Regions from separate parts of the Zea mays genome. Here region 2 is linked to region 1. Evidence: chromatin contacts called from public Hi-C data. All regions are on one chromosome and are shown on one strand. Each heading gives the region's core, a stretch centred on a gene start, on an enhancer-like site or on the middle of the called end of the contact. The rest is flanking DNA. Distances are from core to core; before and after follow the strand shown. Region 1 holds the start of LOC100284183 (indole-3-acetate beta-glucosyltransferase). Region 2 has its middle 6.2 kb from the start of LOC103633033.

Region 1 (3,342 bases), core at 352-2,851:
CTACTCCACGTCTCCGACGATTTGCCGCACGTGCTACTTCTCGTCTCCGACGATTCGTGTGTGTGTTCAACGTTCCCGACGAGTGCCAATCCAAAACTCCAACGACCGGCGTTAAGGCGCTCGTCCTCTCTTCGACAGTGGGCTGGAGGATTCGATAGATAGAGGACACACAAGAAATCGGTAAATGTAGCGGACGAAGGACGGGCGCTATATTTTAGAGGAGAGGGTAGCGGACGTTGTTGGATGGTTTCCGGAGGATTGGAAACACTATATTTAGTGTAACGGGCCGTTTACAGTCCCTTGCTGGAGACATACTAGTTCTTCCATTTTAGCCTCATTTCGTCCCTAAATTGTCAAACGGTTGGACTAAAACAGGGACTAAACTATTCTAGTATCTCAAGAGGTGACTAAAAGGATAATCCATATAAATTTCACTTTTTGCCCATCGTTTATTTCAGTTGCACTAATGGTGAGAGATTGTTAAACAGTATTTTAGTCCTCTTATGATTTATTTAATGTGTTTTGAAAACTTTTAGTCCCTAGAACCAAATAGAATATGGACTAAACTAAGTAAATTTTAGTTCCTAGACTAGAGAAACCAAACGGACCCTGAGACTTACGTCTAGATTGCGGGAGAGATGCGCGTTCTATAGCCGCCAATTCAGTGAAAATAATCAGGATTGCTAAACACCTCAGATTACTTAGACAACGGATTCTCCAAAGAGCGGATTTTCAGAAAAAACTTGATCGACTCCAAATAGGGCCTTAATTGGCACGATTTAAGTGTATGGATTCTTGAATAAAACATATACTGCATTCCGCAGATGCTCACGTAATAAAATGTATGTCATTGCTGACAGCAAATTCATGCACTCGACGGGAAGCTTAAGTCATCGATGACGTGCGAGACGAAGAAAACGATCAAGCCAAGTGACAATCGGGCACCGCAGGTGTAGAGAAATCGACAAAAACAAGGAGAAGTGTCTCTCGTGGGTGTGGTGCCGTAGTTTTTTCAACTTGTTGTGCAGATACCGACAGGGCCAGATATTGGCCCATGACCACCCGGGCCATGATCCGGATATAGCCTTTTTTTTTAAAAAAAAATCTCCTTGAAAATATTGAAAAGCTATATAATTAATCTATCTCGTTCTAACAATATTTATATAGTGTTTATTCTAAAACTCGATTTACATTATCATGGTTACATGTTTCAAAATATGTCTTTATTATTTTTTATTAGGCTCTATCTCTAGATTTTAAAATGATTGATGTAAATAAATAAAGATATTGCTTTACAATGATATTTTTTTATGTATGTTATCTATCTTACATTGTTATATAACTGTTAAACTATATTTTTAGTGTTTTTTTATCCCAAGTTGATCTAGGGCTTTAGTGTTCCGCTACTAGATGTCTACAACTCTAGATCCCAGCCGGAGCTCATTTTTTTTGGACCGAATTTAATAGAAATAGTTGGCCACTTGGGCTTTGCTTCAGCATCTGACGAGGATTATGTCGTTGAGACGCTGAAGCATGAGGACGGTCTCACCCTCTATATAAAGAGAGAGACCTGCACTCTCGTACTTCCCAAGAAGAACATCGCCATTGCAGCAAGTCTGTATGATCTGTGACAGCTGTCGATAGAATTATCACACACATTCGTTATTCGTTGAACTACAACCATGGCGAGGCCGTCCGACCAAAGCGTCCACGTCCTCCTGCTCCCATTCCCCACGCAGGGCCACATCAACCCGCTGCTCCAGTTCGGCAAGCGGCTCGCCGGCCGCGCTGGCGTCCGGTGCACGCTCGCGGCGACCCGCTTCGTCGTCAGCTCGACGAAGCCGACCCCGAGCTCGGTCCACGTCGCCGTGATCTCCGACGGCTGCGACGAGGGCGGCCCCGCCGAGGTGGGAGGGATGGGCGCCCGCTACTTCGAACGCCTCGAGTCGGCCGGGTCCGAGACGCTGGACGAGCTCCTCCGGTCGGAGTCGGCGCTGGGGCGGCCGGTGCACGTGGTGGTGTACGACGCGTTCGCACCCTGGGCGCAGCGCGTGGCGCGGCGGCGCGGCGCCGCCTGCGCGGCGTTCCTCACGCAGACGTGCGCCGTGGACATCGTGTACGCGCACGCGTGGGCCGGGCGGGTGCCGGTGCCGCCCCTGCCGCTGCGCCCCGAGGAGGCGCGGGGCCTGGCTCTGGCTGGGCTGTCGACCCAGCTCGAGGTGGACGACATGCCGACGTTCTTGGGCGACACCAGGTTTCCACCGTGCTTCCGGGAGCTGCTGATGAACCAGTTCCTGGGGCTGGACACCGCCGACCACGTGCTCGTCAACTCGTTCTACGACCTGGAGCCGCAGGTGAGTGAACTACTGACCCAGTGCAATCACAATCGCAAATGCATGCATCGCTAGCTGTAAGATGCAAATGAATGCGCGTCATCGTTGAGTCGTGCATGCATGATCCACGCAAACAGGAAGCGGACTACCTGGCGTCTACGTGGAGAGCCAAGATGGTGGGGCCGACCGTCCCGTCGGCGTTCCTCGACAACCGCCTCCCGGACGACGTGTCCTACGGCATCCACCTGCACGCCCCAATGGCGGCAGAAAGCAAGGCGTGGCTGGACGCCCAGCAGGCGGGGTCCGTCCTGTACGTGTCCTTCGGCAGCATGGCGTCGCTGAGCCCGGAGCAGATGGGCGAGATAGCCGAGGGCCTCTACGGCAGCGGCAAGCCCTTCCTGTGGGTCGTCCGGGCCACGGAGGCCGCCAAGGTACCCAAAGGCTTCGCCGACAGGGCCCAGGCCACCAGGGGGCTCCTGGTGTCGTGGTGCCCGCAGCTGGAGGTCCTGGCGCACCCCGCCGTCGGCTGCTTCTTCACGCACTGCGGCTGGAACTCGACGGTGGAGGCGCTCAGCGCCGGCGTGCCCATGGTGGCGATGCCCGACTGGTCGGACCAGACGACCAACGCCAAGTACATACAGGACGTGTGGCGCGTCGGCGTGCGGGTGCGCCCGGACGGCCGGGGCGTGGTGAGGAGCGAGGAGGTGGAGCGGTGCGTGCGGGACGTCATGGAGGGGGAGATGGGCGAGGAGTTTAGGGCCAGGGCTTCGCACTGGAGCAGCAAGGCCAGGAAGGCCATGGGCGAGGGCGGTAGCTCGGACGTCGCCATCTCCAACTTTCTATCCTGTTTTGGACACTCCGCTCACGTTACCGCTGCCAACTGATTGATCATGGCCGGATGCACCGTTTTAATGCCTCGTTCATTGCTTGTACGGTTTCACCTCTCTCTATATACAAAAGATATCCTCGTCTCCTGTACATTTAAAGAAATGGTCGATAAATATGGAAA
Region 2 (3,342 bases), core at 425-2,924, 230 kb after region 1:
AAATCGCCATGTCCACATAGGCGTCCGTGAATCCCACCTCGTCCTTGAGTAGCACCATGTCTCCGACTCATGGCGTTGATAAAGCTGCTATCAGAGATGATACCGACTTGTGTATTGAAATTTAGAAGCTGACTGAACAGTTCGCTAACTGTGATCGGCTCCTTCTAGCGAAGACGACTGAGACTAGTGAGAGGCAGTCGTCATCGAGACCTGTGAGAATCTACTTCACTAATTCTTCATCTTCTTGAGGTAGACCAACTGTTGCCATCTCATCACCTAGGGATTTCGTCTTTCTGAAGTATTCATAAATAGATAGATTTTCTTTTCGGTATTTTCTAGTGCAGATCGTACATTGACAATTCTTGCTCTTGTTTGCGATGCAAGGGAGCCTTGGATCTCTATCTAGGTTTCAACCGTGGTTTTGACTAAAAAACTTGAATCAGCAAGTCTTTTGATAGCGACGAGAGGAGATGCGTACTTCTTGATCTCTGCTTTTCAACCTTCATACTTCATATTGTCTACCTCAGTCTCTTTTCCATCGTTTCTAGGAGATTTTGGCTAGCACCACCTTGGTGTCACATGTTAGAAAGCCGAGTAGCTTTGTGCCATGGATAGCAGCCCTAACATGTGCATGTCATAGTGCATGATTAGATTTCGGCAGCTTCTTGGAGATAGGTAGGCCGATGAGAAGATTCACGAAGGTAGATGACGATGAACTCGCCATGGCTATGATTACCATGTAAAAGTATAGAGGTGTTTAGAAGAAAATCACCAACAACCTAGACTAGGGGTCTGCGTACGTTACATGTTGGCATGTTGGATGAGAAACAACCCTTACAATGGTATACATATATAAAAGCCGATTCTGAAAGGTCTAGACAAATACAATATAGATTTAAACTAGATTCTAGTCTACCTTAGGAACAAAATATTTATCTGATTACAACTCCTCATTATCGTATACAATATTTCTTAACATTGTTGACTGATATTTTACATAGAGTTCATGCAAGATCTCAGTCTCAACTAATAAACAGCCCCAAAATGCATATCAATGTAGTGGTCACTAATGGTTTATTAGCAAACTAAAGTGGCAAATGGAGCCCTTATTTGCCATTTAGGGTCTTATTTGGGTATTATCGAATTCATCTTAGTCTATGTGTGTTTAGGAGAAATTTAGTTTTAATTTTACTTTAATTCTCCATCCATCACAAAATATATTTCTTTTCAGCCCTCTTTTTTTACATATTTCAATAAATAATATTGAATGTAGATATACATACAAATTATATTCATAAGTTAATTAATAAATGTATGTTTAGTCTAAAAAATTATATTTTAGGACGGAGAGTCCATTTTAACACGTATAAATCGATACCAATTGACAATATCCGTACAAACCTGATACGAAGGCGTCACGCTCGTCGGAAAGTTAACGTAGTCAAACTTGTACTGCTAGTCCTTCAAAGAGCCGAGCGCTTGACTTGTCCCCGCAACGCGAAAACAGACTACAAACTTTCAACACTAGTGCGACAGGGGCCTGGAATTCCACCTCATCTTTTTCCTCGAAGCTCATCAGTAATCTTATACTCGTGTTTACTACTACTACGCTACTAGCACACGGCAGCGTACATAGCGCACGTTGCGGCACTGCATCAACAACCATCCATCACCATCAACTGTTAAGGAACTTTCTTGGATGCTCGTACCAAAATCATTAGTGTAGTGTTTGATAACGGAGAATGGTGGGATAGAGCCGCTTCGCTCCTAATTTATTATTATTTAGACTGGTTCCATATAAGACAGAGTGGCTCTATATATATATATATATATATATATATATATATATATATATATATATATATATATATATATATATATATATATATATATATATATATATATATATATATATATATATATATATATATATATATATATATATATATATATATATATATATATATATATAGCCCTAGGCTCTATTTAACTATAGGAAGCCCCGACCAGGTGCGCGACCGCACCGGACCCTTTTTGGTTTATTGTACCTAACTGCTTACGCCAAAATATAATACGAGTTATGCTGATGTGTGTATCAGTTTATGCAAATATAGTCTGCGCATATTACGTGCATCGGGCCCACGATCCGGCCCACGCCACCACTATAAAAACACCCCCACGCCGCCAGGAATTAGGTTTTAGCGGCGGCGGCGGTTCTCTAGGGCGTGCGAGCGGCGGTGATCCTGGGGGCCAGCAGCGGTGTCACCTCGAGGCAGGCGACCGACGGCGGCGCTCCACCAGGAACGAGCGACAACGACGCTCCGAGGCAGGCGAGCAAGCGGTGACGGCGCTCTTGAAGCGGACGGATGACGGCAGCGCACCCTAGGCCCGGTGACAACGGCGGTTGTCCCGTCCGTCTCTGCGATGGCCACCGCCACCGCCGCTCCAGCATCTGTGGCGCGACGACGGATCTGGGGACACGCTCGCGACGACGGATCCCTGAGGCGCGACGACGGATCGGGGGACACGCTCGCGATGGCGGATTCCTGTGGCGCGACGGCGAATCTAGGGACACGCTGCGGCATCGGATCCCGAGGGCACGCACGCGGCGGTGGCCCCATGAGGTGCGCACGACGGCGATGTGCCAGCGGTCGCGACGGCGGATTTCCCTAGGCGCTAGCGACGACGACATCCTCCCCTAGGCACGAAGTGGTGGCGCATCCCAGATGCGAGGCGCTGGTTCCGCAGGACGGCGATCCTATTTTTATGCTATTTTGTATACATATTTATGCCAATGTCAATAGGATTTTATGACCTATATTTCAGTTCATGGATCCGCTTCCATCTATTTGTCTGTTTCTGATATTTCTATTCATTTACGCTAAAATTTATACTCATTTACGCTGTTTTGGTTCACGATTTACACTTAAATCCGCTCGAGCCAGAACCCGTCATTTACGCTGTTTTGGTTCACGATTTACACTTAAATCTGCTCGAGCCAGAACCCGCGCACGATTTTTACGCCGTAATTTGTCCCCATTTGCCGTTACGAAATCAATCGATGATTTACTCTAAAATTCATACTCATTTACGCTGTTTTGGTTCACGTTTTATGTCGAAATCCGCCCGAGACAGCGCCTGTGGCGATTTTCATGCCGTAATTCGAGACCCATTTGTCGTTACGAAACAGATCGATGATTTACGATAAAATTTGTACTCATTTACGCTGTTTTGGTTCACGTTTTACGCTAAAATCCACCCGATCCAGAACCCGCGCACGATCGGGTGCACACGATTTTTACGCCGTAATTTTAGGCTCCGTTTGCTGTTACAAAACAGATA

Evidence for each region. Hi-C and Micro-C count contacts between places; a contact is called where the count stands out from the background.
Region 2: a Hi-C map of ear shows a contact between it and region 1, with 4 times the contacts expected there. The contact joins the enhancer-like site here to the promoter of LOC100284183 in region 1. A contact is called at or near these places in 2 of 25 Hi-C or Micro-C datasets (ear and tassel).

What each region holds. Positions count from the first base shown.
Region 1 is chr7:146,011,627-146,014,968 of Zm-B73-REFERENCE-NAM-5.0, forward strand. It overlaps LOC100284183 (indole-3-acetate beta-glucosyltransferase), which reads left to right and starts at 1,602. Exons shown (of 2, transcript NM_001157079.2): 1 at 1,602-2,354; 2 at 2,471-3,309. The coding sequence starts at 1,683. The coding sequence ends at 3,217.
Region 2 is chr7:146,244,812-146,248,153 of Zm-B73-REFERENCE-NAM-5.0, forward strand. No RefSeq gene overlaps it. Among protein-coding and RNA genes, the nearest start is that of LOC103633033, 6.2 kb to the right of the region's middle. Within about 2 kb of position 1,675, at least 9 of the 20 cell types and tissues checked have an H3K27ac peak or open chromatin away from gene starts, as enhancers often do. A contact at or near this core is called in ear, where this site is marked.